2 separate regions of the Mus musculus genome follow, and region 1 is linked to region 2. A link is a contact called in public HiChIP or PLAC-seq data. All regions are on one chromosome and are shown on one strand. The core of a region is the stretch at or near the end of the contact, and the rest is flanking DNA. Distances in the headings are between cores, read along the strand shown. Region 1 has its middle 17 kb from the start of Sst. Region 2 holds the start of BC106179 (cDNA sequence BC106179).

Evidence for each region. HiChIP or PLAC-seq counts read pairs in DNA pulled down with a chosen protein or histone mark.
Region 1: a contact with region 2 is called in an H3K4me3 HiChIP or PLAC-seq map of embryonic stem cells, with 7 read pairs. The contact joins the enhancer-like site here to the promoter of BC106179 in region 2. A contact is called at or near these places in 3 of 39 promoter capture datasets (the 3T3-L1 cell line, embryonic stem cells and liver), 2 of 484 Hi-C or Micro-C datasets (cortical neurons and myocytes), 2 of 115 datasets of contacts at active chromatin or transcription factors (embryonic stem cells and forebrain) and 1 of 9 other capture datasets (embryonic stem cells).

The regions. Positions count from the first base shown.
Region 1 is chr16:23,904,983-23,910,495 of GRCm38.p6, forward strand. No RefSeq gene overlaps it. Among named protein-coding and RNA genes, the nearest start is that of Sst, 17 kb to the left of the region's middle. Within about 2 kb of position 3,864, at least 3 of the 459 cell types and tissues checked have an H3K27ac peak or open chromatin away from gene starts, as enhancers often do. A contact at or near this core is called in embryonic stem cells, where this site is marked.
Region 2 is chr16:23,222,904-23,227,899 of GRCm38.p6, forward strand. It overlaps BC106179 (cDNA sequence BC106179), which reads right to left and starts at 2,581. Exons shown (of 3, transcript NR_152126.1): 1 at 2,565-2,581; 2 at 882-1,541; 3 at 1-592. It overlaps St6gal1 (beta galactoside alpha 2,6 sialyltransferase 1), which reads left to right and starts at 1,837. Exons shown (of 8, transcript NM_145933.4): 1 at 1,837-2,326.

The sequences.
Region 1 (5,513 bases), core at 2,614-5,113, 680 kb after region 2:
TAATTTTTGTCACTGATTAACAAACTATAAGCAAGCCAGCCTATAGTAGCAAATTTTCCCTATGCTTAGCTAAAAGAAATTTGTATTTACCAAGAAACACATCATCATCTATCTTACATCTTATTTTTGAGATCTTGCTCAGCTAAACTAGCTAATCATCTATTCTATATTCTTATACTCATAATAGAAATATTTACTCTTTATTCATTACCCTGTCTTTTCATAGTGCACACCAAAACCTGTGGCCACATCCTTAGATCACAAGATCCAGGAACTCAGACCCAACCTAGAATGAATGTTTTCTTTGGTCATTAACTTGTTCCAAGCCTCTATTTTTTCCCAGTACAATTACATAGTTGTGATGCACGAAAACTCACTGTGCTCCTCTTTAAATTATGCAGCCCTCACTACAAGGAAGGGACATATTCTACTCTTAATTCTAACTTTATTATATTTTTCTGGCAAGACAACTTAAACAATCTCCTCAAACTTTCTATGAACTACTCTAACTTTTGAAAACTACTTAAAACGAATCGTGAAATCCATAAAATCATTAATTCATCTAAACAGTATTTTGTGAAAGTTAATTTTCAGGCTGATGTGCAGGGAAATTGCCCAACAGAGTGGGTTATCAATCAGGAGGTGATCACACCAGGCTGTAGGCAGTGAGAGTCTCCCCACACCCAATCACACCAAGCCATATATCTGAGAAATATAGCAATGACAAGCATGAGAAGGCACATCAGTAGCAAGAAGCAATCCTGGAATGAAGCTTCTGGGTCTGTACACCCATCACAGCTGTATAATGTGGTGGCCCATCTCCATGAGCCTCACTTACACACTACAGCTCCTCCTGCAAGGTGTGTGCCATTTATGGCAATCCCAATTTATAACTGGTCCAGCACAAGTCCTTTTTGATGGTTTGAATATGAATGGCCCCCATAGATTCATGTGTTTGAATGCTTGGCTATAGGGAATGGCACTATTAGCAGATATGGCCTTGTTGAAAGAAGTATGTCACGGTGGAGTTGGGCTTTGAGGTTATATAAGGACAAGTTATGCCCAGTGTGGAACACAATCCTCCTTTGCTGCCTGTGGATCAAGATGCAGAACAATCAGTTCCTTCTCCAGCCCCATGTCTGCCTAGATGCTGCCATGCTTACCACCACATTAGGACTGAAACTCTGAAACTTTAAGACAGCCATAATTAAATGTTTTCCTTTGCAAGAGAGTTGCCTTGATCATGGTGTCTCTTGATGGTAATAAAACTGAAAGACATTCTTGATCTATTAGGATTAGGGAATCTCAAGCTGGTACCCAATGGAGGTTGTGCTAAAGAATGTTAGAGAATTAATGCCTATTTATGGAAAGAAATCTTTGTGAATTTTACTTACCATAAATCACATATGGTATGAGATGGAAATTTGGTGTTGTACTGAGAATCAAGAATAGGGAAAAGATATTGATTTTTTACCCCTATACCCTCAGATAAGATCTGGAGATGAATCCCATGACGGAGAATAAAACTTGATCCTTACTCTGGAACTGTAATAGACTCCCACACAGGGAACATCTGGCCATTGCACAAATTTCCAAGTTGAATTTGCACAAACTACAAAGCAAGGCACTGAAGTTGACTTCTTATGAAAGTATAACGTAAAAAAAACAAAATTCTAAGCCTTTAGGCCCAGGCTTGGGAATGTGACCTCTGTGACTTAATGCTCCAAGGTATGCTAATCATAAAACAGATAGCCACATTCCTCCACCCACCCACTTCCTGGATTCAAAGAGAGTTCATTCAAAGAAAGTCACCCTGACCATTGGGGAACCCGCTATGCAAATGTGCTATTGTTAGGGACTCTTAGAAACTGTCTTGAGAGATAACCTGCACAATTACCAGGTATTCCTTGTGACTCTTGTGACTTTGCACTTCCTTGGGACTTTTAACTGGTATCTTTGGTATTTTCTAACAACGCCTTCCCCACTTCCTTGAGTTGTGGTGTCTTCCTTTAAATACCCCCCTTACCCAGCTACTCAGGGCGCCACAGTCCTCTACCCCTGCATGGTGTATGACCGTGGGCCCGAGAGCACTCTTGAATAAAAATCCTCTTGCAGTTTGCAGCAAGACCGTTTCTTGTGAGTGATTTAGGGTGTCGCCTCTCCTGAGTCAGAACATGGGGGAGTTCTCACGTTGTGGGTCTTTCATTTACAAGGTTCTTCATGTTAGTCAATGAGAAACCCTAACCCCATCCACAACAGAACATGGAAAACTGTATTTACTGTGTTCCTATATCCATAGACGGAGACACATCAAAGTGAGGACCCTTTGACATCACATATGTGGCAACAAGTCCTAGTAAAGATACTTTAACCAAGGGACTGGGGTGGCGGGTTGGCTCAGAAATGAAGGTGCTTGCAGCCAAGTCTAATGACCAGAGTTCAGTCCCCAGAACTCCACAGAAGAATGAAGGAGACAACTCTTGCAAGCTGTCTCTGAGCTTCACCATGACACATGCACACACATGCGCACGGGTCATTACTAAAATTTTGGTGAACCAAGACATCATCCTTCTTTTTTCTGAGGCCAAATAATTTGAAGAAGCCTCATATAACATGTAAATGATTTCTTCCATATCTGCTATAAGAGTCAACAGAGAAAAGTCATTAAAGAGAGGAAAAGCTGAGACCCAGGAACCTAAAAACAATATAAAGAGTCAGAGTGCTCAGTCCAATGGTTGGCTGAGAGCATCCACCTCTGTATTTGTCAGGCACTGGCAGAGCCTCTCAGGAGACAGCTATATCAGGCTCCTGTCAGCAAGCAGTTGGTGGTATCCACAATAATGTCTGGGTTTGGTATATGGGTTTGATATATGGTATGGATCCTCAGATGGGTCAGTCTCTGGGTGTCCTTTCCTTCAGTCTCTCCTCTACTCTTTTCCTCTGTAATTCCTTCCATGGGTATTTTGTTTCCCCTTCTAAGAAGAACTGAAATATCCACACTTTGGTCTTCCTTCTTCTTGAGCTTCATGTGGTCTGTGAATTGGTTTTTCTTTCTTTTTTTTTTGGGGGGGGGGGCGGGGGGTTCGGTTTTTTTGGGGTTTTGGATTTTTTTTGAGACAGGATTTCTCTGTATTGCCCTGGCTCTCCTGGAACTCACTCTGTAGACTCAGAAATCCACCTGCCTTTGCCTCCTAAGTGCTGGGATTAAAGGCATGTGCCACCACGCCCAGCTATGGTCTGTGAATTGTATCTTGGGTATTTCGAGCACAGGGTGGAGGATCTAGAGAAAGGACCCAAGGAGTTGTAGGGGTTTGCAGCCCCATAGGAGGAACAACAATGCCACAGACCCTCTGGATCCCTTTGTCTACGTGAAACGGGTCTCTGGGGCAGGTGGGCAAAGCGTCGGAGGGAATGACAGACAGACCAATAGGAGAGATTGTGTAGAATCTGAATGTATTGTGTCAGGTCGAGCATCAAACTTTTTATACCAAAGGAATAACAAGAAACCAGGCAACATACAATCCACCGAGTTACAGTGACACAATACAAAAGGAATGTATACATCAAAAGAAGGTGGGGACCAGGCTGCTGCCACAAAAGAAGGGAGCTAGGTGCAAACTAGTCTATTGTAAAACCCACCACCAGGGGTTCTGCACTAGCAGACCTTATCATGAATATTGCAATACCCCAACACCCTATTTCCTGGGTCTACAGAAAAATATACCAACTTGCTTTTAATATGCAATGTAGCCTGTACTGAAGATTTCTATCTCAGTGAGATTCCCTGGCTCTTTCTGCAGACCAGCTGAGCCACTGGCTCTGTCTATTGTAATGCTTAATTAGTAACTGAATAGGTAACTTCCTTTCTGAGTTCCTGCCGGATTTCAAGCTAGGATTTCAAGCTTGCAGCTACTGGAACCTTGGAACACTATAACAGAATTTAATCTTAAAAGGCATTTATAATAAAATATTAAAAGAGAGCTCATAGATCCATACACCAGACTAACATGGGAATAGAGTATATGTATGTGGTTGAATGAGAACGCAAAAACTCCAGGAGGTGAGCTTCCTTGAAACTCTCTGCCTCGTGAGTGGCTTTTAGGCTGCACAGCCTGTCAAGCTGACTCAACTGGAGTGCATGGCACAACAATATGGATCAACCAGTACCCCCAGAGCTCCCAGGGACTAAACCACCAATCAAATGGAGAGACCCATGGCTCCAGCTACATATGTAGAAGAGGATGGCCTTGTCAGACATCAATGGGAGGAGAGGTCCTTGGTTCTGTGAAGGCTGTATGCCCCCAGTGTACAGGAATGCCAGGGCCGAGAAGTGGGAGTGGTTGGGTTGGTGAGCAAGGGGGAGGGGGGGTAAGGAATAGGGGGTTTTCAGAGGGAAAACCAGGAAAGGGGATAACATTTGAAATGTAAATAAAGAAAATATCTAATTAAAAACTTGTTTTTTTTTTTTTTTAAAAAAGAGTCAGCGTAAATGGCCTCTTCTCCCATACATCTACAAACAAAATCACTACTAGGAACAATTACACAGGACATTTATAATCAATCTCTCTAGCTTATATTCTCAAGGCAGCCTGTGAGGCTACTGAATCAATAAGGTTTTTTTTTAATATTTTATCAGGCAATATATAAGTGAGATATTATAGATACTTTATCTATTAGGTAGATAATATTTCTTGATCAATGAAAATTCCAGAGAACACTGTAGTAACACCTACTGATTTTGAGAAGGGGAGGATGAAAAACTGTTATCAAAAAATTTAGCTCCTTGGCCAAGCTATTTGTTATAGACAAAAACAACAAAAGGAGTATTCACACAGAGGCACCTGATCCACAGATTGAATATGGCTGTATTCTATGAGTGTAATCATAAATATTTGGAAAGAACTTGGACAAGTCTCTTTTTTGGAAAATGGTGGTATATTGTTCCCCACTGGGGCCCATGGCCTCCTCTGCCATAGGCTTTTAATCAAGATTAAAGGAACAGATGAGCATATTGCCTCCCAAGGAACCAGTCTCCAATCTGAAGACAAAGGAGTTGGTTACTCCCAATATAGTCATGCCACTATTGCACCAGTGGATGTAGCTAGCCTGATTCCTGGGGTCAGAGCCCTCCCTGGACTCTCCTCTGGCATGGAAGGTGCCCAGAGGTCTGGGTTTCAGCTCTGTCTCCTGGCTGAGGATGAAGGCCTGAAGGGACCCTGTCCAAGAAGCTCGGTTGCTTCTGCAGCCCATGCGCTCTCCTGCGCAGACTGGTCTCTGAGAGACCCGGGATACAAGATGGTGTTCTCCCCTGAGTCCCAGAGTCAGAGCCCTCTCTGGAGGCTGACTCTCCTCAGTGATCCCAAGATCCTGCGTGTGCTAGGGCGCCTGCAGCGTGGAGAGTCCTCTGGGGAACTTGGGACCATCCACCAAGTTCACGCCCAAGATGATATCTTCTGAAGCTAAAAGTAAAATGCACTCAACCAGTTTTTTTAAAAAAATCTATTTGAAACAGT
Region 2 (4,996 bases), core at 1,331-3,830:
ACCAGATGGTGATGCCCCTGCAGTTTTTCTGGGAATATCCCTACATGTCTATTTATCTGTTCTAGACCCCCCCCCCCCCCAGGGCTTCTTTTTAGGTTTGCCACAGTGTGTGGGTATTATCAATGTGGCAAGTTCAAAACCCAGAGTGAACCCCTTCCCTTTCCCCCCCATTGACTGGTTAGAGTTCTAGAAAATAGAACTTAAGAGTAGATGCTGTATCCCATTTTAAAAGAGTCTCTTTCCTATTGTATGGTTCTTAGTTCTTAAATTGAGTGGAAACAAGAGGGAGGTTGAAAGAAAGGATTGAGGCTTTCAATGAACGTGAGGGATACTGAGATTTCTCAAGGGCCTGGGTGACTTAATTTCCTCATCCACAAGTGGGTTTAACACCTTACTGTGTATAACACTGAAACCAGCACTGTGTCTTTGGTGATTCTTGTCTAGATGCCTTTTCTTCATTTCCTGTGTCAGCGTCACAGTTCAGGTGCTTAAGCGATCTCCACTGTCTGTCAGCTCCCAAGTCAGTCTGAGATTCTCACTTAAAGTCCTCGCTCCTGTTTCCATCTTCAAGAACCGCGACCGAAGAATCTACCTAAAGCACAAGGATGCACTGTGAGCCATGCATTAAAATCGTTTAATGGCCTCTTAATGTAGAACAAAATCTTCGACTTTCAGTTAGCACCCTTTCAGAAACAGTCACCCGGGGTCTGCTTTCATTGGCTCACAGCAGAGTGCACTATTATGAGCATGCTCAGTAGGCTAGACTCTACGTTACTTGCTCCACATAAATCATTTCGTGTAAACATGATCCTTAGTGCTGTCTTCTAGCTCTCCATGTTGCAGAAGAGGAAAGAATGGCCCAGAAAGACTGTGGAACTCACCCAAGAACAAATAGCTTCTTGGCCACAGAACTGAATTCACTGTCTGGCACTTTCTGATTTGGGTCTCTGGCTCCAGAGCAGCTGGGGGAGGGTGAGCAGCTAGGGGCTCAGAATCAAAGGATGGAGGAAGACAATCTGAAAGACAGGTGCTGGGGAGGAGGCGGCAATCTTTTCTTTCCCAGGTTGGTGGTGGGAAGCGGCTATCTGGACTTGAAGAGAACGCTCTGGTCCTGGCTCCAGCAATCTTACTGTAGAGGCTATTTTGCTACACAGAAAACCCAGACCAGCAATTTTCTGCGTTCTTGGAGCTCTATTTGATTCCTCTCCCAGCTCAGAGGTGGATATTTGGGATGTGATTACTGCCTCAGAGTAGTCAAATCTCTTCTCTAGGATAGAAAGGACCGAAGGAGCGGCCAGATGGTGGCTTCCAGTTCTCTTACAGAGGAAAGTTTTCAGTCTTTCGGAAGTGGTCTGTGGGTAATCAGAGATGGTCAGACTGCCAGACTGCTTCTTCAACAAGATGTTTCCTCCTGACTTCTCCAGCAGCCGTATCCTAAGCCCAGTGGAAGGAAGGTGCCCGGCTGTCTTTACCTTTGTAACCGGGTCCTGCCTGCCTGCGTACCTACTGTGAGAGTTCCAGGTCGCAGGACTCCAGAACATCTAAAAAAAAAAAAAAAAAAGTTTGACAAGGCTGTGTACAGGATACACTTAATGTTGGGGGATTTTTGTTAAACTCTAAATACTACAGTCTAAGATGTATGTGTCCTACATAAAAATTTGAGTTTTCACAGGGGTTAAATGACTTGTTTGATCAGGATCACCCTGTGCAGAGCCAGGACAAGCACTCTGGTAAGAACGTTTTCGCCAGATAACACTGAATCCAATCCATCGGGACACGCAGGGGGTGGGGGTGGAGGCAGCATTTGGGCTTCCTTGCCTGCCGCATTGCTCCGCCCCAAAGGCTTGCTCTTTGTGGACAGACTGCAAGATTCCCTGCATTACGGGGAGCCCTAAGCAGGCACCTTTAACCTTGAGCCTGCTCGCTAGCGACCTCCAGAGGGCCAGGATGGTTTGGGACCGGTGTGATAGAGCACTTTTCTAGTTTTAACGACTCTATTTGCATAACGGAGACCAAGCGTCCTCCCGCCGGTCTGCCGTGCTTTTCTTCCCTCCTTCCCGGTCCTCTGTACCCTCATCTGTGCTCCCTCTCTGCTTCCCAGAAGATCCGTTCTCAAGGGGACTCACTCGGAGCTTGAGTCCCGGGCTCTTCTCCCTCGGCCCGGCAAGATCCAGAGGCACCTGGGGGAGTGGAGTTGAGCGCCAGCCTGGGTTGGGGAGCCGCCCTGGCACTGCCCGACCCTAACAAAGGGAATCGGACTGCGCGCCGTGCGAGCGCTCGGTGGGCTCAGCGACCGCAGCCGCCTTCCCGATTGAGAGAGCTGCAAGTGAGTAGGGGCGAGGCGGGCGGCACGGGTCTGAAGAAGGAGTGCAGGGGTGCGCTGAGAGGCAGCCCTAGCTGCGGGAGTAGGAGCCGCCGCCCCGGGCTGGGGATGTCTGTCGCGGGTCCAGGGGAGGGACCGCCTTGGCCTCCCCTCCCTAATCCCCCACCCCCACCCCCACCCCCCGGCACGCCAGCCTGCGCACCCATAACAAACCCACGTGTGCGGGGACGCAGGAACCTACACTGCAGCGTCTGTATTGTGTAAGGCGTTGACTCGCGGAGTGAGGGTCTCTTTAGATCTTGCCCACTTTGGTAACAGAGCAGGAAAACAAGCCCGGTGGAAGGAGAGGGGGAGCGCAGGCACCACAACAAACGCACGTGTGCCCCGGCTGAACCTCTTTTGGTCAGGTTATTGTTCCAGCCAAACCAACGGGTGCGGCGCTTGGAGGCCACCTACTACTGCTGGAGAGGTGGGGACCTTTCGCAGCGGTGCTCTGTGAAGGGACGGACTAAACCTGTTGATTTTTAAAGGAAAAAGAAAATACAAACAAGAAAGAGCCGACAAAAAGCCCCCACCCCACCCACACGTATGCTTCACCCATTGGCACGGGTTTGGAGGTGAAACCTACAAGCCCTCATCTCTTCTTCGAGATTTTCTTAAGAGTCGTGGGCTGAACTAAGGATCTGTAGGGTACCCTTCTAAAATAGACCCTGCCCGACACACCATTGTCCCCGTGCACTGGCGACTGCCCCTGTTGGGGAATCTCGAGCGCCTCCCTAGCTTGCTGAAAGAATAGTTCATTTTAACAAAATCCACCAGTGAGGTCTTGGGTTTTGCTTGCTCTTCGCCTGGGAGCTCCCTGTGGCTAGACATTTCAGGTGTCACTGGCCCTGGCCACACAAGGCCAACGGGGGCCCCTCGTCTAGACGGGGACGTATCGGAGGCTCGCAGAGGTAGGTCCACTGTTTGCTGTGCTTTCCCCTTAACTTTCACTCTGCTCACGCAGCCGGATTTTTAGCGTATTGAGGTCTGGGCTTGTCAGCTCTGAGGAAAAGTTGAGGACAGGAAGGGGGCGGTGAACGGATCCTAGGCGACCTGTGCAGGAGTGACAGCATTTTACCAATCTGATGCTGCACCTCGAGTAGTCCCTGTGGAGACTAACCTGTCTCTGAAGACAACTGGACAGCCTTCAACCGTGTACCTTTGTTATTGAAAAAATCCAGGCGACAGCTAGGGAACCTTTTTAATTTTACAGGCAGGAAGCTGAGGTCTGAGAGTTCAGCCCCTTGGGTCTTCCAACTGCTCGGCCTTCATCCAGAGGATTCTGCGGTCGGCTTAAAAGGCAGTAGCCTCAGGCAGGGCGGAGTGAAACAAAGAAAATAATTCAAATTGGAAACTGCGCCCTTCCATTATACCTTTCTAGAGTTCTCTGTTTTAGTGGAGAAGAGGGACTTAGCATTTCCCCCACTTCTCAGCCTGTCCCGCTTCATAACTTTGCTCTGCTCTCCTGGCTGCCCTCTTGTTCTCAAATTGAACTAGGGCCAACTGGAGAGGCTTAGATGTTTTGCGGGCGCTAAGAAGCCTTTGTTCGGGCAGAAGCTGGGGCTGTTGACATCAGCCCCGCTGGGAGGAGAGTGTCTCTTGTAGTCAGCTGCTTCTGAGCCCCTCAGTACAGAACGAAGCATTCTTTTCATTGATTTTATTTAATTAATTTATCTATTATGTATGATTCCCGTGGAAGTGACTGTGCCTTTTGTGTTTAGCAGAGAAGCAGGCAGAGGACAGTGAGATTAGTTTCTCTAAAGCTAGCTAGTTTGTGCTTGGAGGCTTTTCTCTCCATCTTCGCTCCGCCTAGGTGTGTTTCCTTCCTCCTAGTCGTGTTTACTTTCCCCTTCATTTCCAGGCTGTTTAGCTTTGTAATGGCAACGTTAAAAAAAAAAAAAATCACAGCTCTCAATTTACAGGAATAGGAGAGAATTTATTCTGGAGCCACTTCGGGTGACCCTGGCCTGGGAACACAGATTTAGATGATCTCAAATTCTATGTTGCAATGTGGAAGCAGCTTCTTGGAGTGTTTAGTTTTACTGGGCGGAGAAAGTTGTGAATTCAGGAAAGTTTAAAATACATTGGCAGGTACATCAGAGAGGCAGGTACCTAGGAATTTGGGAAGCTTTTCTATAACATCAAAATTCTATCTGGTGGGATTCTTGGCTTTTAGACTGGTAGAAGTTAGTTTCCTGCAAAATTAATAGATTCTAAAAGGCTTTTTATATGTTGCCAAAAGATGCTAGTTTCAACACAGGGAGTGTGTGTGTGTGGGGGGGGGGGTAAGGTGGGGGGCGGGGTGGGGGTAAGGGCAGGGGCAGGCCAAGGATGGATTGGAGTGATGGAGTGAGATGGAGGTGGGGGATGGTCCAGGAAACCCCTGTTTTGGAGGACTAGAACTTAGCCCTAGATAAAGTAATTAGCCTCTGGACCTGCAGAATTCCAGTCTCCGAAGTGCTGTAATTCTTATCTGAAGACCAATCTCGGCAGACAGGGATTACTTTCTGGAGTTTCTATTCCCAGCCAGGTGAGGTTGTCTCCTCAGGATGGTAATGAAGTTGAGGCTCCTTTTTTTTTTTTTTAAACGTAGGAAAATGAAGGACCTGAGAAGAGAAATGACCTGCTCCA